Regions from separate parts of the Gossypium hirsutum genome. Here region 1 is linked to region 2. Evidence: chromatin contacts called from public Hi-C data. All regions are on one chromosome and are shown on one strand. Each heading gives the region's core, a stretch centred on a gene start, on an enhancer-like site or on the middle of the called end of the contact. The rest is flanking DNA. Distances are from core to core; before and after follow the strand shown. Region 1 has its middle 6.3 kb from the start of LOC107889947. Region 2 holds the start of LOC107888754.

Region 1 (4,406 bases), core at 283-2,782, 310 kb before region 2:
TCTATACATCACTGAATATCAGTTAATTGGTGAAGCAGCTTCCTCTTACAAGTCGTGATGTGACTATAAACTAATTTATTCCACTCCTTTAAACACTCAGTAAATTTTTCTATTACTTCTGACACGGTCTCACTAAAACGTCAATTGTCATTCACAAAATCCCCAAACTCACGGTGCTTGACCAATCCTACCAAAAACCGAAAAGGCCTTCCTCTAGGTAAAGAAATCTCCAGATTAAGGCTGAGAAAAAATGCTCTATGGTCTGACTTAGTTTTGGGAAGATGGGTAATCAAGCTATTTCGAAAAATTTTTATCCATGCTTCATTCTTTAGTGTGTAATCCAATCTCTCAAAAAGCCTACCTCTGTGCCCTGTAAAGGGGAGCATCTCCTACCTGCTAAAAAACTACCAATTTTTTCATTAGGTGTCAAGATTACATTGAAATCACCAATAGCCATTCATGAAATTTGCCCCACGGGAATTGATAAGCTAAGATCCTCTCATACGTCCTTACGCTTTTGACGATTTAAGCTTCCATACACAAAAGAAATAAAAATCGATACTGAAGAAGAAATTGACCAAACCCAGGCGAGATTAAATTGAAGGTGATTGTGAACCACCTCAACCCGAACTGAATTTTTCCAACCAATCCAAATACCCCTAGAGTATCCTATTGCCCCCACGGATGTAAGTATCGAGCCCCAACTGTGCTATAATTTTATCTACTTTGGTCCCACTTACTTTGGGTTCAAGCAAACTAATAATATCCGATTTATATTCCATATTATAATCTGGAACTAGCACAACCCTGACAATTCCAAGAAAAAATTGAGAAATTCATGAAAAATAAAATGAAAATTAGTGACATACCATTACTGAGAATCAGCAACACCAACTAAATTGGAAGCTACTTTATCTTGCGCTCCATTTCCTGTTTCATTCACCATTTGGGACAAAATAAAAATCACCACTGCCTCCATAGATTCAACTAGAGGAATACGAGAATTCCCAGTAGATTTCCCCTTAATGATTTATTTAATTTCCAACCTCCTTGACCAATACCAAACTTGCCACTATTTTTTCTATTTTTATTTCCTAAACTACCCGCTCCTAAGGCATCAAAGTTAATGTACTTCAGCAAGTTCATGGAAATTTGGGTGCGAATTTTCCTTAAAAACTACAACAGTGTGCTTATCAGGATCTAAAACGCCATCGGACAATTGGACCCCAACACCCACAGGACCTTCGAAGGTTGGATTGAAGTGTGCTTTAACTCCATCAAATTCATTAGCCTGCACGGATGGCTCCAGTCCCGACGCATTTGCACCTACAGCAAATAAAGCAGAAATTTTTTCGAAACGAACAAAATTAAAACAAGAGTTGGATTGAACTTGGTTGTGATCATCTTGGGTTGATACATAAGGAAGCTGCCCATCACTTTCAGGCCCTGATTTTGCAGCTGGAGTGGCCTGCTTCCCCAAAGGCCCTTTATTTGGACTGCTTCCAGGTTCATTAAACTTAAGTGAGCCCTTCATAGTCCTGACAGCCCAACTGGCTTAATAGCAGCCCTCCATCACTAGCGCCCTTGGACGCTGAAACAATTTTATTAACTTGGGCCTGGTCAACTTTATTTGAAAAGCTTTGGACCACCTTTATTGGAATTTACTTCTAGATTTTCTTTTTCTAATCCTTGCAATAATTTAATTATAGGGTTTTTATCTTTTCGCAAAGAATCTGTAAATCCCTCTTTTCCCGCAACGTTCATTCCATTTTCTTTCTCTAAATTATTCAAAGCTTGAAAGCGAGATCCCAAAACTTTCTTTATAGTGTTGTTCTTTCCAAAATTTTGTGGGTCCTTAGATGGTTTCTTCATTTTGCGCACCACCAGCATCCAAGGTCCAAAAGGGTCAGTTTCCACCGCCGGTTCAGTTTCTGGAATTCCATTTTCTGGCGTCGTGTTTTTCCTGGCCGAATATTCCAGAATCTCTTTCACTTGCCCACGGTTCTCTTTGAAATGTCCATAACGACAGCAAGAGAAAAAAACAACCGGTAAAGATTCGTACTGAATCCGCTGAACTTTTCCGTTAATCAAAACCATTGAAATCAAGAGTTTTTCCAGGTTAATATAGATCGCCATGCTAGCATATCTGCCCCTTGCTTTACCATCCGTGTTAAAGTCCAATTTTGCAACTTTTCTAACCATACCACCTATTTTCCACAGGATTTTCTTCATATACATATGGCCTGTAAGTCCCGGGAGTCTGAGCCAGGTCATAACCACACTCGAATAGGGTTTAATGGGATCGAAATCCGTTGTCCATAGTTGTACCATTAAATATTGCCCAATAATAGTCCATGGCCCTTGAGATAATACCTTTTCATAGTCTACTAGATTTTGAAATTTCACCAGAAAATACCCATTTTGAAGCGCATGGACAGTTTCTAGATACCATAGATCCGATTTTGAAGCGCCGCGAATCCAATATTTCTCCCCGGTAGTTTAAGCACCACCGAGGTAGCCATGTTCTTGACTAAGATTTCGTTAACCCTGTCCGAGAACTCGATCGATGGAATACCATTAACTGATGATCTTTTGATATCACCGTCTAAAAGAACAAAGTCATCATCCGTTCCTGAAAAAAGCCCCTCATTTCTCTCCTTGTTGGTCATGAGTTCCCTTTCCTAGAAGCATCTCTTTCCAAGAGAGTCGGTGTTAGGTTAACACCATCCACCATTTCTGAGTCCAAATCTGAATTCTGATCCTTGAACCGTACCTTCTTAGTGTTTCGATCACCGACAGAAACTGAAGCACCATCAGCAAGATCACGGAGAGAATTTGTCATTGTTTTTTTTTTAATTTAATGATTTTAATAATTATTCAAAAGGTTATTTTTTAAATTCTTATTTAAATAAAATACGATATAAAATAAAATAAAAGTAAAATTCAGAACTGACTTCTTTTATTTTATTTTAGAATAATATTTTTTAAATTTTATTAAACTCTATATATTTTATATTGATTACGATAAGGTGTTTCAATTCTACTAGAATACGGCTTTACAAGCCTATAAATAGATAAAGTCTATTCCTCTTGTATTGATTCAAATTTTTAACATAGTGAATTTTCTTCTCCTCTGCCCGTGGTTTTTTCCCGAAAGGGTTTCCACGTAAAATTTGTGTGTTCTTTATTTTATTTTTTATTTTATTTTATTTTTCACAAATTGGTATCAGAGCTTTCGAAATGTTCATCTCAATCACAATAGCGTCTTTGAAGTATGAAATTTTGATGTTGGATCGTAACACCAGATTTACATTGCGGCAAATTAAGATGCAAGCAGTTCTTGTGCAGATGGATCTGGAGGATGCCCTTCTAGGGATAGATAAGATGCCTTCGGCATTAACAGATGAAGAGAAGAAGCGTAACGATCGAAAGGCGTTAACACAATTACATCTGCATTTGTCCAACGAAATTTTGTAGGATGTGATGAAAGAGAAGACTGTCGCTGCATTATGGAAGAGGCTAGAACAAATATGTATGTCGAAAACTCTAACAAGCAAGTTGCATATGAAGCAGCGTCTTTATGCTCATCATTTGGAGGAAGGTGCATCTGTACACGAACACTTAACAGTGTTTAAAGAAATTCTCTCAAACTTGGAGGCCATGGAGGTTTAGTATGATAAGGAAGATCTAGGGTTGATTCTACTTTGTTCGTTGCCCCCGTCTTATTCAACCTTTAGAAACACGATTTTATATAGCTGTGAGTCTCTCACAGTTGATGAGGTTTATGATTCTTTAACCTCGTATGATAAGATGAAGCATCTTGTGGTTAAACCCGACTCTCAGGGAGAGGGTCTCATTGTTCGTGGGAGACAAGATCAGAATGCTGATGATGATCGTGGTAGGAAACAGTAACGAAATTCTCGTGGTAAATCTAAAGGTAGATCGAAGTCTTCAAATATAGGTAAAACTTGTAACTTCTGCAAGAAGAAAGGGCACATTAAATCTGAGTGCTATAAGTTACAAAATAAGATTAAAAGGGAGGCTGCGAATCGAAAGGTAAAACAACCAGAAAATTCCAGTGAAGCTGATGTTGTAGAAGACTACCGCAATGGTGAACTTCTAGTCGCTTTTGTCAATGATTCTAAAGTAAGCGAGGAGTGGATACTTATTCAGGTTGCACCTTCCACATGAGTCCCAATTGGGATTAGTTTACAACTTACGAAACAGTGTCTGAAGGTGTTGTTTTGATGGGAAATAATGCTTCGTGTAAAATCACAAGTGTTGGAACAATTAAAGTTAAGATGTTTGATGGAGTTGTTAGAACACTTAGTGACGTACGACATGTTCCAGAATTGAAAAGAAATTTAATTTTGTTAAGTACTCTTGAGTCAAAAGGGTACAGATAC
Region 2 (4,341 bases), core at 440-2,939:
AGTTATCCATAAAAAAACTATTGATCAATAAATCATTTTCACGAAATAAATATAAAAAAATTGCAAAAGCTATTTTTTCCATGAAACAAATGTGCCTTAGGGTCAGTTCTGCATTGCTTTTTAAAAGCACTTCTGGCTCCAAAAGTACTTCTGGAAGAAAAGCTGTGTAGAACAAGCTGCTTTTGGCTGAAATTTTTAGCTTTTCAGAAGTGCTTTTGAAAAGCACTTCTGAAAAGGAGAAGTTAAAATTTTTAGCTTTTCCTCTCCCAAAAATACTTTTAATGCTTAATTACTTTTTCACCCCTCCAATACCATAGTACTTTTTCTTTTTTTTCTTGGTACTTAATTACAAATGTGTTAAAATCATTAATTAAAAATAAAAAAATAATTTTTAAAATACTAATTACAAATATTTAATAGTTATATTTAAATATTTAAAATATTGTTTATATATTCTAATTAAATTTTATAAATAATTAATATTTATTGCTTAAAAATATTTAAAATTTATATTTTATATATTAAAATATTAACAAGAAGTTATAATAATTTTTTTATATTCTTACTAAAATATAATAATATTAACTAATTTAAATATTATTTAAATACATATTTGTTACTTTATAATAACATGTCTAAATGGACATTTTATTTCTCAAAAGCACTTTTTAACAGCAATGCTAAACACTCAAATTTTAAACCAAACTTTTCAAAAACACTTCTTAAAAGTACTTTTTCACAGCACTTTTTAAAAGTACTTTTCAAAAGCATTGCTAAACTAGCCTTTAATCTAGTAGTAAAATTATTGAAAACCTTGTATGAGATAAGAACATTCAAATGAATCCTAATATGATTCGGTATAACAATAATTATTAAAGTTGGTCTTCCTCATTATTTAACAACTAACTTTGTTAATAACAAGGCACGTATATAGAATCTACAGACGGACTATGCTAAAGTTGCGTCATAAAACGGCAAAATAGACAAGTCACTAATGAATAATTTACAAAGGATTATAAAATAAATAATATTACATTATTATTAAGAGTTAATTACATCAAATATTCCTAAACTATGATCCTCATTTTAAATTAATCTTTAAATTTTAAAATATTTTAATTACATCTTTGAATTATCATTATTATATCAATAATATTTTTTTATTACTAAAAACGTTAATTTAATTATTACATATGTTAATATTCATTTTTATTAAAATTTTCATTTTTAAATTATTTTACATAAAATTTCAATAATAGAAAGACTTACTTGATATAATATCGATGATTTAAATATATAATTAGAATGTTTTAAAATTTAGAAACAAATTCAAAATAATCATCATAGTTTAAGGACATTAACTGTATTATTAATTATCGAGATGATGAAAGAAGTTGTGTTGAAGTTGTAAATAATTAAAAAAAAAAGGCGCATTATAGAGGGGCAAAATAGGCAAATCAATAAGAAAGAATCTGCAAAGGATTATAGTATTGTAGAGGGGCAAAATAGTAATACAAGATGAAAAAAAAGCAATACTAGTGGTTGGCACTAAAATATTGAATATTTTTTAAAAAATGGAGCAAAATCCAGCTGGAGAGCTTAGTGAAGTAATAAAAGACTAAAAAAATAGAAAATGAAAAAGTAAGGCATTGGCGTGAAAGCGAAGGTTTTTTTTTTTTCTTTCAAAAATAAATGAGAGAGAGAGAGAGAGAGAGATAGAGGGAGAGATAATTTAGAGAGTAAATGCGTTTTGTTTTGTACTCATTAATCATCGGGGTGAATTGAATAAAGAAATGAATGTACATAAGAATGGGATTATTGGCGCTCACTAAAATCTCCAAAAGAATTTATTTCCTTTTTACGTTTTCCACTACAGAAGTCCCCCCCCCAAAAGTAAAAACTAGGGCTCTTCTTCTAAAAAAAGTAATTGCTTTTTGTAGAAGAAGAAGAAGAAGAATAAGAAAAAGAAGAAGAAGATGATTATGAGTTGGAGAAGAGTTTTGAAGTCAGCTCAGGCTTTGGCAGCCCATAGCTTGCTTTTTTGTTTCACGCTTCTGCTTCTTCTTAAGCTAGATCATCTTGTTTCTTACTCTTGGTGGTCAGTTCTCTCTATTTCCTTTCAATTTGATTTTGCTTGCTGTTGTTTATAAACAAAGGTCCTCCTTGTAAGTTACAAACACTGTTTTATTACTGTTGTTTTTAAAATTTTGGTTATGCGGGGATTAATACAAGTTTAAATGATTAATTACCAACGCTTGCTGTTGCTGAAGAAAGCCTTAATCTTTTTTGTCTGTTTTTAATTTTATATTTTCAGGAGGGAAAAATGTTTTTGCTTGTTTAGTTTGTTTTTTGTAGCAGTTTCGTAGAAAATAGGGAAGGCTTGTCGTCAAACATGATTCTCTTTTTGGTGTCTTCAAATTGGCGGGTTTGTGATATAGTTTTGATAAAGTAATGATTTTGCAATAAGATAAAACGTGAAGCAATCAATATTGTTATGTTATTCGAGATAAATTGTATGCCAAATCTTTAATGTAATCCAAAGATGTTAAAAGGAATCAAGGGTTCATGTTGAAATCAAAGCAATAAAAAACTTGGAAGACAAATATCAGAAAAGTTGCTTAAAACCGTTTTAGGGTACTCATGTTAAGGTAATTGTACATGATGGCTATCTCCTCAAATGAAACCTGAAATGTGGAGGGTTGCCATGATCTGCTATAAATCTGGGTTTTCAGCAGAATGCTTAAAGTTATCTCTATTTTTCTTTCTTTTCTTTCGTCTTTTGATCTTTTGGATCTATTCACAGTGACCAATGTTCTTAAAGAGCAAAGAGCTAAATATTTTATGAATAAAATTGATGCATTTTCTTCTAGTGTGGTTGTTCTGAGGAGAGGGGAACACAGGTTTCTTGAATATGCGGATCTGTATGCTGTAGTTTTCAATTTAAATGCAAATAAATATGACATGCCTCTGAGCCTGTGATTATGAAATTTTGTCGATTAGCATCGAATCCTTTCATTGATTTTGGGGTTTAGTAGCTTTATTTAGAGACATTCAATTGCAGGACAATATTTTTCCCGCTTTGGATGTTTCATGGAGTTGTTGCACGTGGACGGTTTTCCTTACCTGCCCCTTCAGTTCCCCATAATCGCCAAGTATGTCTGTCTGTTACTATGACATTTTACTTGAATTACGCATTGACTATCGAAAACATAAATTCTATCTGGTTTCTTCTGGTTGTGAATGTTTCAAATTCATAATCAGTTTTATGACCATAATTATTTTCCTTTTTTTGCTTGGACAGTGGGCACCATGTCATGCCATTGTAGCAGTACCACTACTAATTGCTTTTGAGCTGCTTCTCTGTATATATCTTGAGAGTGTAAATGGTATAGAACCAACTTTCTTTTCATTGTTTTTGTGTCATTTCGTTTAAATTTTTTCATCTCTGAGGTTATTTTTATTATCATTATTTCTAATTTTAAATTCTTAGTCATAGTTGAAGTAAAACAGAACCTCTGTTGTTCCAGTTCTTCAATTTTCTTGAAGCACTTGTGTCTAACACCCGTGTCTGACATATATCTAGATATGAATATGGGGGTATGGCCCTCTAAGGACCCTCCTAATACATGATAAAAGTTAGAAAAAAGTTGAATACACATGTCCAGGACACATATCTGCACTCACACCTGAGTTTGAGTGACATAGCAGTAAACCATTTTAGTGCTTACATTATTTCTTTTATGGGCATGTTCATGAACATTTTTTAATTATTTTTTTGTCACAGTTTATGGATTTCCTGCTGTAAGCTTGAAGGTCGTCTTCCTTCCACTATTGGTGTTTGAAATAATTATTCTAATTGACAATTTCAGGTATCTTAAAGTTAAAAACTTACATTAAACTTTCATTCATTGCCTGTTAAAATCATTTACTTTACATAATCATACATATTTTTGATAATTACTTAATCGGACAATATTGCTTTTTAAATCTTCCTTATGCGTTTTGTTGTTTCTGTGGAACGATATAGGTTCTGATAAATTGATTCAGGGGTTAGATGGTGTTCTCTGTCTGTGGATATGTAGCAGATCGTGTTCACCATTTTGAAATTTTGGATTTTTGTCTGCCCTTATCAAGAGTTGATTTGGGCATTTAGTATTCAGCCCATATGTGGCTTCACCCACTCATCAAGAAACAATGCTTAATGGCATTTTCCATGTTATTAGACTTGTTTATTTTAAAACTTGAGTGCATGTAAGGAAATAAAGACATCCAAGTTTTTATTGTATTATCATACTATTTTATTTTATTCAGTGATGACCAACAGATATAGAAGTTTGAGAA

Evidence for each region. Hi-C and Micro-C count contacts between places; a contact is called where the count stands out from the background.
Region 1: a Hi-C map of leaf shows a contact between it and region 2, with 2.3 times the contacts expected there. The contact joins the enhancer-like site here to the promoter of LOC107888754 in region 2. A contact is called at or near these places in 6 of 34 Hi-C or Micro-C datasets (callus and leaf).

Annotation. Positions count from the first base shown.
Region 1 is chrA09:42,149,132-42,153,537 of Gossypium_hirsutum_v2.1, reverse strand. No RefSeq gene overlaps it. Among protein-coding and RNA genes, the nearest start is that of LOC107889947, 6.3 kb to the right of the region's middle. Within about 2 kb of position 1,532, at least 7 of the 9 cell types and tissues checked have an H3K27ac peak or open chromatin away from gene starts, as enhancers often do. A contact at or near this core is called in leaf, where this site is marked.
Region 2 is chrA09:41,836,484-41,840,824 of Gossypium_hirsutum_v2.1, reverse strand. LOC107888754 reads left to right here and starts at 1,689. Exons shown (of 14, transcript XM_016812945.2): 1 at 1,689-2,098; 2 at 3,062-3,152; 3 at 3,302-3,386; 4 at 3,785-3,869. The coding sequence starts at 1,977.